Linked DNA regions of Mus musculus: region 2 is linked to region 1. The links are chromatin contacts, called in public ChIA-PET maps. All regions are on one chromosome and are shown on one strand. Each heading gives the region's core, a stretch centred on a gene start, on an enhancer-like site or on the middle of the called end of the contact. The rest is flanking DNA. Distances are from core to core; before and after follow the strand shown. Region 1 has its middle 310 kb from the start of Gm31552. Region 2 has its middle 23 kb from the start of Gm31813.

Region 1 (5,454 bases), core at 428-2,927:
TCTACCTAGTCAGGCCTCAGTGGGGAAATATGTGCTTAATCCTTGAGATACTTAAGGCCTCAGGGAAGAAAGAGGTCTGGTGGGGGGGGGCACCCTTTCATAAGCAAGGGAGGAAGGAATAGAATGAGGAAATGTGGAAAGGAGCACCAACGTCGGGGGGCATGACTGGAATGTAGATAAATACAATAAATTTATAAAATATCAAAATATACACACATTCTTACATTGGCATACTATGTTACATATGAAATATAATCAGACAGGAACAAAGTGATTGCTCAATGATGACCACTGTCTGTTCTTCCAGATTCAATTCACAGTGTCCATATCATGGCTTACAACCACCTTTAAGTCCAGTTCCTAGGTCTCCAACCCTCTTTTCTGGTCTCTATGTGTTTGATACTCAGAAAACCATGCAAGCAAAATACCCATGCACGTGAAAATAAATTTTAAATTCTAAAAAGAAATAATAACTAACATTGAGTGAGTTCTAAAACTGGCCAAGGATGTTGATTAGAGTAAGCATTGGAAGTGGACACAGGAGAGGCCCCATCACCCTCATTTTCCGTTACACAGTCCTGCAGCCAGTGCTAATCAGATTGATTGTAGTTGAAAAGACAGAGGTCCACACTGCAAGACACCTCTATCAAGATTATTGGCGGATACTATGGACCAGGTCAGAGCTATGCCTACATTTCTGTGTTGTTCTCTGCTACAAAACTAAAGCCATTGTCTGCTGGGTACAGATACTAAGCTTTCATCTCTCAGTTATCAGTGAAGATACCTTACCGCTGGTTCAGGAGTTAAGAAAAGCCTCTCTCTCAGAGGACATAGTCAAGTACCCATCCTTTCTGCATTGGGCATAGAAACTTAACAGTTCTTCTGAGACAAAACATACTTACTGTTATTGTTCCTCACTCTTTGAAACTTACTCCCGAGTATAATGCTATACAAAAACAAACAAACAAACAAATGATTTGGAGGATGGGGTCAAACCATGAGTGTAAAACCTTCATGAAGAGATTAGTGTCCTTATAAAAGAGAACTCAGACAGGTCAGGACTGGTGTGAAAGCACAAAAAGAACATGGCCTTATAAAATCCAGGGTCAGGCATGAGATACTGAATCTTCTGGTGCTTTGAATTTAGACTTCCTAGACACTATGAAATTCATTTCTATTGTTTAGGGTTCATTTGATTCATGGTATTGTTTCATAAGCTGAATTGAACTAATATAGAAAGCAAGACATTATCATGAACCTATCACCCTACACTCGCAGATAAAAAAGACCTGTCATTCCTGGAGGACAATCGAGAAGTTGCAGACCACCTAGAAAGACAGAGTGATGCTCTCTTCAATGGGGAAAGAGCAAAGAGGTATAGAAAATGCTACCCCACAAGCCCAGCCACATAGACCAGGGTAAAGCTAATGAAAAAAAAAAAAAAAAAAACCAAGAAAGTTTCAGGAAGATGGGGCATGCAGCCCAGTGGTAGAACATTTGTCTATTATTTATGATGGGGCTTTGATCCTCAATACTGAGACAGAAATAGAAGTTAGTTCTTATGCATCTCTAAACTGAGCAACAAGCAATAACTGAAAAATGTTCAGCATTGATGCTGACAACTGGTAAGAGGGAACTCCCCAGCCACACAGTGAAACCAAGACTACACATGGGTGGTAAACAAAGGAAGTCATTCTGTTTCCCAGGAAGCATAATGTGCCCCAGTTCATGGGTGCTGACACCAAGGTGTGAAATCTGTACCACACTGAGAGCAACACTTCAAAGCTCAGGCTAACTACTGATCTCAGTAAATCTACTCTCTACACTAAGAACTTTACTATATAGGAGCAAAGTTCTTTCTTAAACCAAGATGGTATTTATCTCAAACTCTGTAGGTCTGTCCCACTCTGATTTAGTCATCTAATCAAACATGATAAAGACTCAAATGAAAGGGAACAACATGATGAACACTAATTGTCAATAATGTAGTCATAGGAACCAGATAGAAACAGGGACTGGACATTGAAGAAATAATATGAGACTTTTAAAAAGTTGTTGAAAACAGATTGGAAAGGCATGGTGAGGCATGTGTTTAATCTCAACACTGAGAAGGCACAAGCAAGTGCATCTCTGTAAGTTTGAGGCCATCTAGAGCTGCATAGGGAGATCCTGTTTTAAAAAGAAAGGAGAGATGTAGGGGAGAAAGAGAGAGAAGAGAAGAGAAGAGAAGAGAAGAGAAGAGAAGAGAAGAGAAGAGAAGAGAAGAGAAGAGAAGAGAAGAGAAGAGAAGAGAAGAGAAGAGAAGAGAAGAGACAATGTAACACATTCAGGAGCCACTGAAGGTTATATGGGTAGAATGATGCTGTACTTAATAGTCAGCTACATATGCAAAGTGAAAAGGAGTAGACATGGGAAATATTTCCTCATGGGGCTTCTCAGAAGATGAAATGTTACTGGGAAAATAGTTGGTTAATTACAAGTCAGGTACATTAAGAAAGAAGATGATGAGAAAAAGAGAAAGAAGAATGGAATAGAAAAGACAAATGGCCAAAGGATATGTCTAAAGGGGTAATGATTATGGAATTTTAGTAAAGAATTCACTAACAATTTTCTAGATGGTGAGACATACTTACTTGGGGATAAACCCAAAATAGAGTATGGAAATTCATGAAAGGAAAGCAGTATAACTAAAAAGAGATGTGTGCAAATCTACAATTATAGCTTAGTGACTTCATTTTTTTCTCAGAAACCAGAGATTGGTAGAAGATATGTGGGGTTACTATAGGCCTGAACAGCATACTTAATTCTCCTACTATCAAGGATAGCTTTGTGCCAACAGAATCTAGCCTTCCAAAGTGTATGATAACATTAGGAAGGACAGGCCACGTTCTGCCTTATAAAATTATTCTGAGTTTAAACAAACTGAAAACACACATAGTAAATAAGCTGACCACAACACGTCCAACCTGTTAGTCATAGCAAGATATTTAGAAAAGTCTCAGATATTTGAAAATGGAAACAATACCTAGTACATCAGAAAGGAAGCCTCAAGGAAAATTAGAAAATGTACTTAATTAAGTAAAAAGTAAAAACTACATTTACAAAATGTTTTAGATATACATTTAACATTGCATATAGCTAACAGCATAACATAAGCAAGCATTTTAGTTTATTTTAATCTTTTTCGATTTTAGTTATTTTGTGTGGGGATAACAGGGTATATCCATGCCATACCATGTATGTGTAAGTCAGAGGATAACATGAAAGAGTCAATTCTCTCTTTCTACTATCTGAGTTCAATGAGATTGTTTCAGGAAAGTCTAGATATTTTACATAAATCTCCAGAATGAAAAGGAGAGGCATACATTAAATACCGTAGGGACCAAAGGAGGGACAATAAAGACAAGACGAGAAGTAAATGAACCTCAGAATACAAAGGTAACATGAAGAATACAACCTATAACAGCTACTGAAAGGTAAATTAAACTCCAAAATATTTTATATTCATCCAAAACTATCAGCAGAGGGGAAAGAAAGGAAATAAGGAAAAAAAAAAAACTCCATGTCATAAAAGGAAAGAATAGCAATACACATTCCTCAAACAAAATGCAAAACATAGAAAGAGGATATTATAAATAACTCTTTGGGCAGCAAATCTGAAAAAATTGAGCTAAAAGTTACTGAAACAAATTTATAAGCAGTATAGTCTATATTTATGAAAGAAACTAAATTAAGAGTTCAGCTTATGCAAAAAGTTGGCAGATGCACTCAATAAGCTTTAAAGAAAGCAGTAACCCAAAGGCAATCAATGTCTTCATAATATGGAAAGACAGGAAATATTTTCTCACCACTCTATAAGGCCAACATGGTTGTGATATAAAACTTGACAACTTTAATTTATAATGCCTTTTAAATATTTAAAATTACTAGATGCTTAAAAATAAATATAACCAAAACCCAATATAATTCACAAATTCAATATAATTCAAGCAAATTTAACAACAACAACAACCAAAATCCAAAAACAAACAAACAAAAAACCTCCGAAACAACAGCAGTAAAAACAACAGAAGTTCGAAGGTATGCCTTGTCTTCATTGGTCTTGTATTTAATAAGGTATGTGGAGCAAATGAAAACTTATTGCTTAAAAGGTCAAGTGGTATCCTAGAAAAATAATTAATTAGATGTTGTTAGCAAAGAATGCTGAAAGTTAGGATTCCCAGGGATTATTTTAGGAACAACTTCCCTCAGAAAATTAAAGTACAGACCACCAAGGAAATGAGACTCTTAGGATCTAAAGAAGAGGAACTAAATATATGAAACAGAAATAGAGAAGTGAAACACAAAAGATAAAGTCCAAAGAATTAGAGGAAGTAGATCTTGACAATATTCCAGAATGAATAGAAGGAAAGTATGTCCTCTATAACTCTAGTGTATATAGAAAAAGCCAGGTACATTCAAACAAACAAACAAACAAACAAACAAACATCTGGGCACATCTGTCAGACTCCATTTAGGAAAGTCTGAGGCATACAAGTGAGTTTTCTGAAGTTAGTCCACCATTTTGCATTGCCTGCAATGGGTGAGCTCTTAGATGCAGAGTCTTTATCATCCCAGGCTTGTTCCTTGGTGCCTATATGCCTGTTCTGTTAGTATTGCATAGTCTAATGATTTCTGGGCATTAGCCCACCCTATTTGTCAGATTTCCTGCAAAATCAACATGAAGATGTACTCTCACGTAGTAATACTGTATAGATAAATTGATGGTTTCATAATATCTGATAGTAATTTTATAGAATTCCTCAATTAATACAAATAATTTCAAACTCTCTATAGAATAAACGCTGCAAATAGAGTTCTATAAACCTTCATGTATCATAAGCTAATTGCACTAGGAAAAGAAAGCAGGTTTGGAACAACTGTATGATCAAGGAAAACATTTCTTCTAGGTTAGGTATGGAACAATTATCTGGTAACTAAAGTTTACAAACTATGAGGGGACTGTTTATTATAGGTTCTAGGACCAAAAATAAAGTATTGACTAGACAAAACTTCCAAACTAATAAGACACAAGGTAGATGATTTGTCCCTTGACAAAACTGTCCTAACTTGTGACATAAAAATTATTGCTTTAAACTTAAAGTGAACTTATGGAAGACCAGTAACAGGTAATGAATGTTTAATCATATACTATTCTTAATAGAAAGACATATAAACAATTCCCTTTAATTCCTTAAGTCTTATCAATCTATGGTATGAATGATTGCCTTAAACTTATTATAAATATATCGGAATGTAAACTTATCTAGAAATCATGTAATCAAGTATGCTTCTGACAATTTTATGAGGTATTATTTTAGAGAAAGTATAAAAACTGAGAACAGCAATGAAATGAAATGAAGCTTTTCCCAGCTTCATCTAGAATGTGTGTTCTTCTGCATGCATGTCTTTCTT
Region 2 (5,947 bases), core at 2,942-5,441, 860 kb after region 1:
ACTTTCAAAAACATCCAAGCAAGGCTGGCAAGGTGATTTGTTGTACAACAGCGCTTCCAATACCCAGAGCCCACGTGGCAGAAAGAGGCAGCAGAGGTCCCTTGACCTCTGCTCAGGTGCTCCAGCCAACAAGAGCCTCCCCACCCCCTGCTGTTCCAAACACACACTGAATAAAGAAATGTTAAGCAAAATAAAACAACTTTGCAGTTCTTAATGGAAGGAACAGCTTTCCTTTTTTCCCCATTATTAACCTTTTTAGTTACCCTACAAAATAGTAAGTTTCATTAAGCAGTTTCTTTCTTAAAACACAGCAGGAGTCATCTGAAAGATCCTAGCAGGAGTGGAGATGTAACACATGCTCTTTAACTTGTTTGGTTAAAATAAATTTCAGCTTCTAAAAATACTGTGTTCTTCCCCAGCTAGCTTCTTGCCATTTAAAATTTGACACAGTGCTTACCAAAGATGACTCAAAATTCAGTTATTCTTATTTCCTGCATTCTTGATTTCCATACAGAGCTGCAGAATCTTTCCAAGGAAAAAAAAGTGGACCTTCCACCCACTCCTACTTTCCCCTGGTAAAACTGCCCTGGCTGCAGTTTACCTTCAAGGTAAACCAGGGAAATGACCCAGACACTGCCTTTCAGGGAGCAGGATTCCAACATGTGAGTAGTGGTAGCAGGTACTCCTGATTTTAAATAATGCCTCTCAAGAGGCCCAATGGCTAAGAGCTCCTGCTTTGCAAGAATGAAAACCTGAGATCAAATCTCCAACATGCAAGTAAAAAGCCAGGCATGGCTGGCTGCTCTCTTGTATACCCTCAGCTTTGCACGGTAGAGACAGGCAGATTCTGAAAGTTCATTGGCCAGGCAACTCCAACTAAATGCTAATCTTCTGGTTCAGTGGGAGACAGTGTCTCAAGGAACTGAAACCATCAGAGAAAGACATACTATACTCTTCTCTGGCCTCTGCATAAGGACACACACACACACACACACACACACGACAGAGAGTGAATAATGATTCTGGTATTGTGGCTATGTAACACCATTGCTTTTTTGCTGATTCTAGGGGAATAAGACTACTGGATGTGAAATGTGTTAAGATTTAAACAGGCAACATATGTAAATAAATTGACACAGATTAAGTCTTAAGGAATCCATAGTTAATAGTGTTTTCAAAACAATTAACGATGCTACTCAACCACAATGAGATCATATCCTGATAAGCCCCTCAGTAGATGAAAATATCACTTAACACCCATCACCTACTGGACAAACCAGCTAAGCAACCATGCTGGAGAGTATTGGTTGCTCACATTTGTGATCCCAGGCTGACCACAAACTGAGAGTACGGTGCCACTGCCCACTGTAAGTCATACCCCAAGAGGAAGATCAAAGCTCAACAACCCAAAAGAAATAAAAAAAAAATCACTAAAGCCAACCACTTTAGCTGTCAACATAAAATAGTTTCATTAGTTGGAAAGTAAAAAACAAAACAAAACAGAACAAAAACCTGGAGAATGAACCAAATTGGAGAACATTCTAGAAATCTCTCCAGAGTCTGCTTTTCCGATGTGTATGGAATCTGTGTTGGTTTTCGTTGTTGTTATTTGCCTTGGTTTTTAGTTTAGTGAGTATTACCTAGGCCTAGATGACCCTTCTAATTACATAGTTGAGGAGAACCAAGAACACTGATTCTTCTTCCTCTACCTCCAAAATTAGAGGATCACAAGAATGTGTTACAGTTCCTTACTTACATGGTGCCGAGACAGATGCCAGCGCTTCGTGAATGCAAAGCAAGCACTCTACAACTGAGTTATATGCCCCGTCCCAGCACTTAAGTTACTGAGGCAGCATATAAGGCCTCTCCAAAGATTCCAAGAGTGGTGTAGAAACCTCTGAGGGTTTTTGTCCTATCCACAGCTAGACAACTAGACACTCTGCTCATCACCCAGGGTATCAGCTTGGAAGCCTGGGTCTGGATTAACTTTTATGAGCCCTACTGTTGATCCTACTGGGAGAGAATAGGACCATTATCCCAATTTTTGAGCCAAAATTAAAGTAAGTTTTATTAAATGCTGGCCAAGACTATGGACTCTACCCAGATCCATACTCAGGATTCCCAGAAAACGGCCTCACACTGTGCTAATCTGGTGATTATAAAGGCACAACCTACAAGGCTGTGTATTTGCTGCCTTGGGGGTAAGCATACATCCTGCCTATGTACTTCCTGGTCCATGTGATTAAGGACATCCTGAGAAGTTGAAGCAACCAACCTTGTTTACAGAAGTGAAAACATTTTCATGGCTTGTTATCTTGCATGAATAGTAGCCCCCAGAATCCAGGAAGTTATCTGTCCGTGGGCAGAGAAAGTTATCTGCATTATAGGTTAGAGACATTTTTGTTTTATAGATCCCTTCAGCACAGGAATTAAAACTTAAAATATAACTTTAGCCCTCACAGTTGGAGTATATCATTTACCAAGCTGTAAAGGGCAATTAGGTTGTCTGATTTCACAAGACCAGGTTCACCGGATGGTGTCCAGCTTCCCCTGGTGAATGAGTGACCAGAACGAAAGCACTCTTCACCTCTGCTGAACTTGGATCCTTGAAGGTGGGGCTGACTAGAGTTACCAGGCTGTACAATGCTGTCTGGCCACATCTTGGAGCTGGGCACATTTCTCGTCCTCCCCTCAGGGAGGGGTTTATAGTACAGGCAGTTTTTTCAAAGAGGAACATTTCCTTAAACAGGACACCTTAGGCTTATCTGTTGTAGGAGAACAATTAACACAAGCTTTGTGAAGATCTGCAATTGAGAAAACACTGAGTTCCAAGCCAAGTCCAGTCACTTACACTGGCAGAGTCCATTCTCAGAGTCATCAGAGGTACGGGGTGTTCTCTAGGACTTGGTCCTGGTCCTGAGTTAGCACAGAGGCAAATAGTCCTTGCCTAAGAGTTGATGTTCCAGGAAAAAGTAGATGTGTGGTTGCCAGGATGACTATCTCCAACTCAGCTGGGTTTATTTTCGTCTGCCATTTTAAGAAGATGTTGGCTCAGGGGACAGACACATTCTGTACCAAGCCAACAGGTACCCTGCCAAAAATTCTGTGTCAAAAGCTGATGATGAGGGCTGAGGGATGTATGTCAGTTGGCAGAGTACTTGTCGAATGAGCACAAAGACCTAGGATCAATCCCCAGCACTGTGTAAAGGGATTGTGGTGGCACATATCTGCAAGGTCATCCTAAACTATATAGAAATATCAAAGGAAACCAGACAACTTGAGACCCTGATTTAAAACAAGGGAAAGGACTGAATAAAATAAATAGCCTCTGATATTTGGGCATTTAAATTTGTTGTTGTTGTATTTTTCCTGATTTCAGAACTCTTGCTGGAACAATCTCTACATTATGGTTGACTGTAGAAAGAGCTTCCAAGTTAGCGAGCTGAACCTCCTACAGATGAGGGTTAGAGGAGTAAGTATCTCCTCAGGAACTAATGCACGTGATTATGGGGCCTTACTAAATCTAAACTTCTCGGGTCAGCATCAGTCTTTAGTAAGACCTTCAGCTGACTAGACGGAACCCACCATGTCATAAAAAGTATTCTTGCTGCACAAAGAATCCATTGGTTTTCATGTTAATCTCACCCAAAGATGTTACAGAAACATCTAAAATAATGCTTGACTGAATATGCAGCCCCATAGCCCAGCCAAGTTGAGATGCAGAATGACTCACGCTGGTTTCTAAACACCTGCCAGTCTCCTACAGCCTCTGACACCATTAACCACAAAGGGGAGGGGGGGGGGAGGTTTTCTCTTTCCCTTACCCATCTCACTGTTAGTCTAGACTCACTACCAAAACCAGACATGAATATTGGGCTCTTACTGTGAAAGCAGAAGGTGCAGAGAAAGTTCCCTTCACACAGTTGATCAATAGCATTAGAAGTAACAAGAAATGAGAAAATTCACATGGTCCAAGTCGTCAGGCTCCTAACACACACAGCATGCTCTGCTCGGGGCCTTCCCTAGCCTACACACTTGCCTGGAAGGCAACAACTCCTTTTCAGTTCCTTGAGCTGTGGCTTTTCTTCCCCAAATCTTCTCTCATGTTCCTTTCCTCCAGGGAGGGTGGTTGTGACATCTGCACACAGAGACGCCGTGGGAGGCAACAGCTTCGTCCGTTGGAGTTTAAAGTCTAACGCAAACCCTGAGCCGTTATCTCACTATCCACTGTTACATAAGGAAACAGTCTTGACTGACACCCCTTTCTGTGGTCATGAGTTGTTTCCTCATTGCTCTTCCCTCAGCAGTCTCACCTTTAACCCAGGAAGTGAGGAGAACATGTTTCTGCCATGTGTATGTACCTTAGGCCTGAATAAAGCAGGGCTTTCATTATTTTAGATTGAACTAAAGAAGATTTAGCTACCTTGAAAAGCAACACTCACAAGGGGTTTCCACTAATAGCGATCCTCATCTCACTGTGAATGGGTATATAGTCATGCATGGTGTCTTGAGGACTCCTTTGATAGAATGATATAATCGACAGAACATGTAGACCCTGAGGCACTATGTGGAGCACACATCAGCAGGAGTACACACCTAGCTTGTTTCCAGTATTCAGTTTCTTACTCTCCCAGGCTGCACCTTCACTATGATGATAAGCACACTTCCCACCCACATGTGAAGGCCCTGATCCATGGCACCTGTGGAGACAGCCACAGACCATCACTCTTCTTCACAGCCCATAGCCGTGCCAGGAAGTCCGAGTTGAAATCTGTTCTCAAATGTTCTCATCCGTTCCATGGAATCATGTATTTCTGGTAAACATCTCTTCTTCTACTTAGACCAAGCCAGTGAGGGACTCAGCCAACACAGAAAGAAGAGCAGAAGGAGAATACAGACAACCCTCCCATTCTCAACGGTCAGCATTCAAGGCCCAGTGACATCTTGGCTCTTCCTGGATCTCATTTGTCAGTGCTTCCTGGAAGTCTATACAGTAAAACAAAGTGTGCATGTCTGCAGTGTCCGTCCAATAAATGCCATCTCTATATAGGTTGGTTAGTAATAGGTTTCTAACACCTGAGAAAACAGGAGGAGAGAGGGAGGCAAATCCTGGAAATTATATTATGAGGCATTCTTTGGTGCTTAGATTATGTGCAGAGAGTTAAATGAGATCATTAACATAAAATTTGTCATTTGTAAAGTGAAATTCATAGCTATGATTCTGTAGACATCTTTAACTAGGAGTAAAAATGATTCCTTAAAGACTAACAGATTTGTCATGCTTTATCATTTTCTTATTTTTATAAAAAATATTCCAAGACTGAGTCTCATATATTCCAAGTCTGGCCTCAAACTTACTGTGAGGCTCAAACTTACTGTGAGGCTGAGGATGGCATGGCCTTCTTACCTCTACCTTACAAGAGTTGGAATTACAGGCATACAACACCACTTCCTACAATGCTGGCACTGAAGCCAGGGTTGCACGCTATGCAGACAAACACTCAACCAACTAAGCTACATATCCATTCTCTTCACAATACATTATCTCTATCGCTGGTTCCCAAGGGTCTCAGATAATATAAATTAATCCTTAGATTCATGGGATCTTGAGTACAAAGCAACGTGTGCATGTGTGTTGTATACGTGTAAGAAAATGTCATGATCAAGCTTGTTAGTGCATGTTAATAAAGAAAATCAACACGTGCTACAGAAACAGACTAACAGCATTTAATGAACTGTTTATATGTCTCATGTATATTTAATGCCTGTCCTCACAGGTGTTTAGAATCAGCAAGACAAACTTCTAAAGGCAATTGTATCTACCTCATTAACTCAAATTAATTGTAGTATTATATTTCTTTGCTTTGAGGCTTGAATGAAATCAGCTCAGTCTAGCAACTGACTAAGTCACATTCCTTAGAGATTCTGATTGGCTGCTATTGATGCT

Evidence for each region. ChIA-PET counts read pairs in DNA pulled down with a chosen protein or histone mark.
Region 2: a contact with region 1 is called in an RNA polymerase II ChIA-PET map of memory CD8 T cells, with 21 read pairs. The contact joins two enhancer-like sites. A contact is called at or near these places in 3 of 115 datasets of contacts at active chromatin or transcription factors (CD8 T cells, effector CD8 T cells and memory CD8 T cells).

Annotation. Positions count from the first base shown.
Region 1 is chr3:21,124,689-21,130,142 of GRCm38.p6, forward strand. No RefSeq gene overlaps it. Among named protein-coding and RNA genes, the nearest start is that of Gm31552, 310 kb to the left of the region's middle. Within about 2 kb of position 1,678, at least 18 of the 459 cell types and tissues checked have an H3K27ac peak or open chromatin away from gene starts, as enhancers often do. A contact at or near this core is called in effector CD8 T cells and memory CD8 T cells, where this site is marked.
Region 2 is chr3:21,984,105-21,990,051 of GRCm38.p6, forward strand. No RefSeq gene overlaps it. Among named protein-coding and RNA genes, the nearest start is that of Gm31813, 23 kb to the left of the region's middle. Within about 2 kb of position 4,192, at least 152 of the 459 cell types and tissues checked have an H3K27ac peak or open chromatin away from gene starts, as enhancers often do. A contact at or near this core is called in effector CD8 T cells and memory CD8 T cells, where this site is marked.